Regions from separate parts of the Sus scrofa genome. Here region 1 is linked to region 2. A link is a contact called in public Hi-C data. All regions are on one chromosome and are shown on one strand. The core of a region is the stretch at or near the end of the contact, and the rest is flanking DNA. Distances in the headings are between cores, read along the strand shown.

Region 1 (3,515 bases), core at 644-3,143, 440 kb before region 2:
AGGGACATCTAGGCATATTCCAATCATGCCATGTGAATGAAGTTTTTAGAGTTTAAAACTATATTGATTATATTTCACGTTGTCCTTAAAGATTTTAGAAAGCAGATATTTAGGTTGTGGAATTGGCTTATTATGTTAACCACAGAGCAGATGGCATGGAGCCATAGACGTATAATTTTACTTAAAGGGACTTTTAAGGTTTTGATGTGTTTTCTTTTCCTCTTATTTCCCTGATGGCTTCTTTTTATTGAAGGGTAACTTAAGGAGACCTGGTAGCAATTTTACTGCCTTTCCCCTGACAGTTTGAAATAATAGCTCGGTCTTTGGTTGCACTGATCTTCTACTAGTCAACTTGATTCTGGTTTTTGTCATGTGGCAGTGAATTAAAAAAAAAAAAAGTGTTGGTAGTATGTTTTAAGAAATGGACTCTTTTATATGCTTCAATTAGCAACAGACGACAAAGTTCCAATTGGTCACACTTTCATAAACTCCTAGAAGTCCCTGTTCGTCCTTTTGATTAAAGAAAACTCCTGGTTTGGTTTCTCAGGAAAGCACATCTGGTTCCCTGGCAGCTTTAGGTCCTTCTTTTTGTCTTTTCGAATTAGTCACTGAAGGTTCAAAGGTCCTCTCTAAGTTGTTCCTTGTTAGGTTAGCAAGCTTTCCCCATCCTTGAGGGCCGTCCTTTTTTTTTTTTTTTTTGGTTGCTACACGCACCACATGTTGGAATTTACTTGACATAAAAGTACCATTTGTTTCTGTGCCTGAGTTTTACAGTTTTACCCATTTTTCACATAGAACATCATCAGGATGAGCTGGAAAGCATCTCTTTTAACTTTTTTTTTAACAAAGTGTGCATAGCCAGACCAGATTACTTTTGGATTTCCTGTCACCTCCTTGGCTGATTTATGGATGGCTCATGTTAAAAGCAACAATAATGTTTGAATTGGAAGGGTTGAAGCCTCGGGTTTTCATTCTTCATGGAGAACTGTTTATTTGTGTGTGGTTCACCACAGTACATGGATAATGCTATCAAATCTGTGCTTTATTATAGGCTTATGACTAGCACAGCAGCACTTCAGTTATGTGTTTCTGCCTTTTAGTTCTTTGCCAGCTCTTTTGTGATGGAAATGAAATTAGAACCAAATCTTTGCAGCCAAGGGGAAAATAGGCACAACAAATAGAAATTGTCCCTTGAGCCAGTTCAGAAGTAAGCAGTGGTGATTTAAGAAACATTTTTTTCTCAGAGTAAATGAATTCCATAGGAAAAAAAAAAAAGGACTCTCGATTTAACTTTTCCACAAAGATCTGTGGAAGATGAGCCGAACACTTGGACAAATGGAGGCTGTTCCAACAACGAGGCTTTCTCCCTTTATATTGTCTCACATCTGAACTAACTGATTGCAAAGCAGTTCACATTCCCAAACCTTTCAACTGCTTTGAAGGTGGAATTTGAGTTCAGTAATATTGTTGGCTTCTGCTCCCCAAAGGGAACAACATGATTTTAGAACAGAGCAATTGAGCCTTTCCGCATCAAACTCCATTTGGCCAATTGTCTCCATTTACATTCCTTGCCCAAATCCTTCACCAGCCTTTCCCATGATGCCGCAGCAGATGCCAGACACTGAAGTAGAAAGCGAGCAGCTGTTTCCATTACTCCATTGCTGCATTATCCTCCGCAATCTGCTTGCCTTTTTGCTCCCCTCCCCCACCTGAAAAAAAAAGAAAGAAACCTTCTTTCCCTCTGACGTTTGCCTGCTCGGGGTTTATCAGCCAGCAGGTTTTCTATCTTATCAGGACCACGGATTTCTTGGGAAGGCCCAGGTTATTGTTTGCGGCAGGGGAGCAGATGGAGGGCCCTGGGCCCCCGGGGGCGTGGCCCGGCGGCGCGCTCCCGATGGTGGGGGCCCGAGGCGGGGGCGCGCGCCGCCGGGGCGCGCCCTCCTTCCCTCCCCGGACCCGTTTATAGCCCTGAGCGCTGTAAATCTGTCAGCTCTTCACGACGCCTTCACCTCTTTCTTCATTTGCTCCGGCTTCTAGTTTGACAACGTTCCCCTGAGGCGGAATTCTAATCTGCTTCCAATTAGTTGCAAAATGTGACTGAAATTTCCACGTTATGACTGCTGTTTTACTTGCACGCACACATCTAGAAACAAATTAATGCTCTTGAATATTTATTTTTTGAGTCCTTGGATTTACTTTAAGAGGAAGAGTTTCCAACTGTTTGGAATGACTTCCAGGATTTGCCTCCCCCTCCCTTATAATACCCTCAGTTTTTTTTTTTTTTTTTTAAAGAAAAACACAACTACGGTGTGTCCTCCCCATCTCTTAAGTCTTTTGCATCTTTTCAAGATTTCTCCAAATGTATTATGTATGTTTAAGGTATACAAATAAATTTCGGAGTTCCCGTCGTGGCGCAGTGGTTGCGAATCCGACTAGGAACCATGAGTTGCGGGTTCGGTCCCTGCCCTTGCTCAGTGGGTTAAGGATCCGGCGTTACCCTGAGCTGTGGTGTAGGCTGCAGACACGGCTCGGATCCCGCGTTGCTGTGGCTCTGGCGTAGGCTGGTGGCTGCAGCTCCGATTCGACCCCTAGTCTGGAAACCTCCATATGCCGCGGGAGCGGCCCAAAGAAATAGCAAAAAGACAGACAAAAAACAAAAAAAAAAACAAATAAATTTCGTAGTATTTCTAAAATAAGGATGTTTGCCCAAGTTTAATGGAGAGGGTCTTCCTGGTGCAGTGTTTTAATGGAACACAAAGAGACTCAAATTCAAATTCGCTGCCACGTATAGCTTAAGTGTATTTGGTCAAAACGCAAAGGACTTGGGACGCACTTTTAAATTCTTTCATTTGCTACTCAAAAAATAAATTAGGTCATTAATTGACTTAACGAATAACAAGGGCAGCGGTAAAGATGTAATTATGGTACTGTTACCCGACAAGTTTGTGTCTCCATCCTGAGCACACTCTCCTGAGCACACCTTCTGGAAGCTGTTGGAAATTCTGGACTGCAGTAGGTGTAGTCGATGGCTTCCTGTGACTCCAGTGCCCCCTTTCCTACATAATCCACTGTTAGGAGAATTCTCTGGACTCTGGGTTTTGGGGGTGGTTCTACTTTGAGGGAACTTTTTTTTTTTTTTTTTTTTAACGGAGTTACTGGTCCATCTCATTATATGTAAATGTTAGAGTTGTTGACATCTTAGTTGCGGAGAAAGTCAAATTTAGCTTTAAGTTTAAAAAAGTATTTTTTCATGACTGCGAATTTAAGTACGAGGCAGTGGGGACTTGGGTGTCGTAATTGCAGAGAGGTGGTACTCTTAGAGAATGTAAATAGCCAAGTTTACTGATGTGTTTTATAGTGGTGTTCAATCCTCAGCATCTTGGCAGATTGATATCAACAGTAGTAATGGCCTTTAAAGAGGTGTGAAGAATTTTATTGATGGTGAAGTGGTTATGTTGATCACATTACTTTGTATTAGTTTTTAAATAACACCTTCACATGTAAATAGATCGATT
Region 2 (3,453 bases), core at 862-3,361:
TATTTAGCGGGTTAAGACATAAGCACATACATGACTGCCTGACAAGTGCATTCGTTGAGGCATCTTGATAAGTATATGTCAGTGTGGTTGATTTCCTTTGTATTGTTCTGTGTTTCATTTTATGCATGTAAAAGCATTATTCTTCAAAGTGGTCCACAGACCACCCGAGATTCCCCCACCTCACGCAGAAAGAGCATTCTATCTGTGAGAACTCCTTGGCGCTGAGGCCATGGAAACCCACCCCTGTCCAAGGACACTCTTAAAGCTGCCTGTGTTCCCTATTTGATGTGACTGAGACAGGCATCCTCCAGGCAGCCTGGGGTGTGAATCCTGCAAGCAATACAGACCTGTTGGAAGGGAGGGGGTTCTACTCCTGCCAAAACATGGGTCTTCTCTGGTTTTATTAATAAATGTTGGAGGTAATACAAATCGTTGGGATCCCCCTGGAAAATTCAAACATATTGAAATCAAATATTATTATGTTTATGATTGTGTTCATAAAGGAAATAGATGTATAGAAATGACACTTAGGATACCTGCCCTTGGTCAAGGATGACTTAAAACTCTTCACCACATTGACAAACACTCATCTCAGTGCTCATGTTCCCAATGCAGGCATCTTTTCAGTAGGTGTAAAGATCCCAAACTCAATCAAAAGCTTAAGTATGAAGATGCAAACATCCATTTCCTTAAAGCAATTGTATTTTGCCCACATTGTCTGCACCGTCTCGTGTACGTAACATTCTTGTGACTATTCCATCCAAAGGGACAGACGGCGATGAAGGGGAAAGAAAGGGAAGCTCCAAAGCTCTGATGTTTGTGTGTTTCCAACAAAGGCTGCACCTCCCCAACCCTGCCTCTTTTGAGCAGCTACAGCGTGGAGCTTCTAGCAGATGGTTCTGCCACGTCAGGCCCACAGCTGTGTGTTTCTGGCGCAAGAACAATGTTTGAATTCCGTACAGAAATTTTGTAAGATATGTTTCTTGTTGGCTTTTCATGAATTTTATTTGGTAATTTTTTTTGAACCATAAAGAGTCTGGAGACCATATTGAGGAAACGCTGGCGAAGGAAAGCTATTTGTTAGCTAGCCAGATTTATTTAAAGAGGATCAATCACATATAATTCCTGGAAGAGAGGCAGCCCGCTGGCACTCACTGTGCATCCCAACAAACTCAGAGCTTGAACTCCAGCCACTCAGTGTTTCCTCTCCTGCTCCCTCACAATTAAAATTCTTACCAAGCCAGGTAAGAGAGAGCATGACTCTAAGAAATAGTTTCTGGCTTCACATAGCAAACTAAAACTCTTAAGGGCCTAGAGCACTCTGTCGCTGAGTATAATCAGCACATATTTCAAACCGAGGAGGAAAAAATTAGAAAGCATTCAGAATATTTTGAGCTCATAAGGTATAATGTTGCTTAATTTTGTAGAAGTAGTGCCAAGTAATTTCCGGGTCCACTATGAAGCATTCCCGCCGTCTTTATTCTAGGAACCCTCAGAATAAAATTGCAGGAGAAAAACTATAATAGAACAAAACCAAAAATCTTAAATAAAATAAAATTTGCACTCAGGGCAAAAAAAAAAAAAAAATTGCAGGACAGTTTCAGTGTTCCCTGAAACCTTTAACCTTGCACACGGGGTGTGGGGGTGTGTGTATGTATGATTGATCCCAGTTTGGTTGCAGCTGAGGAATTACTGATTTTCCAAGCTAACCCAGCAAGTCAGGGTAAACCAGACAAGAGGACACAGGCTTCTCTAATTCCCGCCCCCTCTATAATTCAGCACAACCTGCCGATTTATTTAAAGAATCCTGAACTGGCCGATTTCTTCCAAACAGAGAAGTAAATCTTGTGTGGGTTTTAAAACATGTTTTTGTTTTGTTTTGAAAGAAGATGCACACTTTTCCTCTGGAAACCCTGACACTTCCTCTAGTTCCCTTAATCTTAAACTCGGTGTCTGAAATAAATTTAGGATACTTTCCACTATATTGTTGAAAGGCCCCAGGGACTGCTACTGTTATCATAGGAAGGAGTCCAGTGCCATCCAGGGCGTCGTTATTCAATAGTGTGTGGTCTGTCTGCAGCTGGCAGCCAGCGCTCACCCCGGGCAGTTCATAGGAGCTGGTCCTCTGATTGACAGTTCCCTATAACCTGGGTCAGAGTTTCAGCAGCTGCACAAGGGAGCATATTCTTCTGCCTCCCATTTGTTGGATAAACTAGAAGAATCTGGCAGTGAGATCCATATTAATGGCTGTGGCCAGCTTTCCCTTTCATGATTTTCTTGCTTTTTCATTTTGTTTGAGATTGAATTTGAAAGTGAACTTTGTTCCACACCGTAGCCTATGGCAGCGGGCAAATGAGATGAAACTGCACAGAGGCATAGCATGCACACTGCACACACCAAAAGCAGATGTATGAAAAATGGAAATGACAAGGGTGGTTGGGTTGCTTTTTATAGGAACTGAGCTTCTACTGGAGGGTTTTTGAGGGAGATGGTGTGGAGGAGAGTGTGCAGGAGTTTTAGCAATCCCTCACAACCGGTTTTCCTGGAGAAAAATGAAAGCAAGCTCTGAAGGACCAGGCAGACATGAAGGGGAAGGAATGAAAAACCACATCAGCAACCATTACTCAAGTGCCCACAGTGGATGCAATGCTGTTTTGTTAGGACTCCATAGGCTTTTTGGACTCAGTGTTAAAAAAGAAATCCAGAAAGGCTAGTGATAACTGCCTACATGAGACAATAGCATCTCTGAAGGACAGACATCACCCAGTCTACCCCATCCCCATCCCATTCCACCCAGATTCCACCACCCGGGAGGCAACGTTGGGAGCAGCAATGGGTGGGGCACGTTTTGTGTGTGATGAAATTCGCTATAAAATGTTCCCATTCCTCTCATGACCTTACATTCTTCTACTTCTTTTGAGATACTTTCTTCCATTATGTGGCTTGTCTTCTTCTTCTCTTGACATTGCCTTTCACAGAGCAGACACTTTTATTTTCTGTCACATCAAGCTCATTCTTTCTTTCATGTCTCATATCTTTGGTCTTGTATTTAAAAAGTCAACACCTTGAAAAGAAAATCATGGACTTGGAAAATAGACTTGCGGCTGCCCGATGGGAGAGGGAGGGAGTGGGAGGGATCGGGAGCTTGGGGTTATCAGACACAACTTAGAATAGATTTACAAGGAGATCCTGCTGAGTAGCACTGAGAACTATGTCTAGATACTCATATTGCAACAGAACAAAGGGTGGGGAAAAAAAATGTATACATGTAAGGATAACTTGATCCCCTTGCTGTACAGTGGGGGGAAAAAAAAGTCAACACCATACTTATATGGTGTTGACATCTATATTTTCTATGGTATCATCTAGGGTGTTATAATTTTGCATTTTACATTTAGGTCTGTGATCTATTTTTTATTTATTTTATTTTTTAAAATGATTTTTATTTTTTTC

The links. A called contact is a pair of places that touch in the nucleus more often than the background predicts.
Region 1: a contact with region 2 is called in a Hi-C map of fetal skeletal muscle, with 2.9 times the contacts expected there. The contact joins two enhancer-like sites. A contact is called at or near these places in 2 of 47 Hi-C or Micro-C datasets (fetal skeletal muscle and skeletal muscle) and 1 of 2 datasets of contacts at active chromatin or transcription factors (skeletal muscle).

The regions. Positions count from the first base shown.
Region 1 is chr2:128,143,694-128,147,208 of Sscrofa11.1, reverse strand. The region is part of intron 2 of ZNF608 (zinc finger protein 608); the gene reads left to right. Among named protein-coding and RNA genes, the nearest start is that of ZNF608, 11 kb to the left of the region's middle. Within about 2 kb of position 1,893, at least 37 of the 83 cell types and tissues checked have an H3K27ac peak or open chromatin away from gene starts, as enhancers often do. A contact at or near this core is called in fetal skeletal muscle, where this site is marked.
Region 2 is chr2:127,707,944-127,711,396 of Sscrofa11.1, reverse strand. No RefSeq gene overlaps it. Among named protein-coding and RNA genes, the nearest start is that of ZNF608, 450 kb to the left of the region's middle. Within about 2 kb of position 2,111, at least 7 of the 83 cell types and tissues checked have an H3K27ac peak or open chromatin away from gene starts, as enhancers often do. A contact at or near this core is called in fetal skeletal muscle, where this site is marked.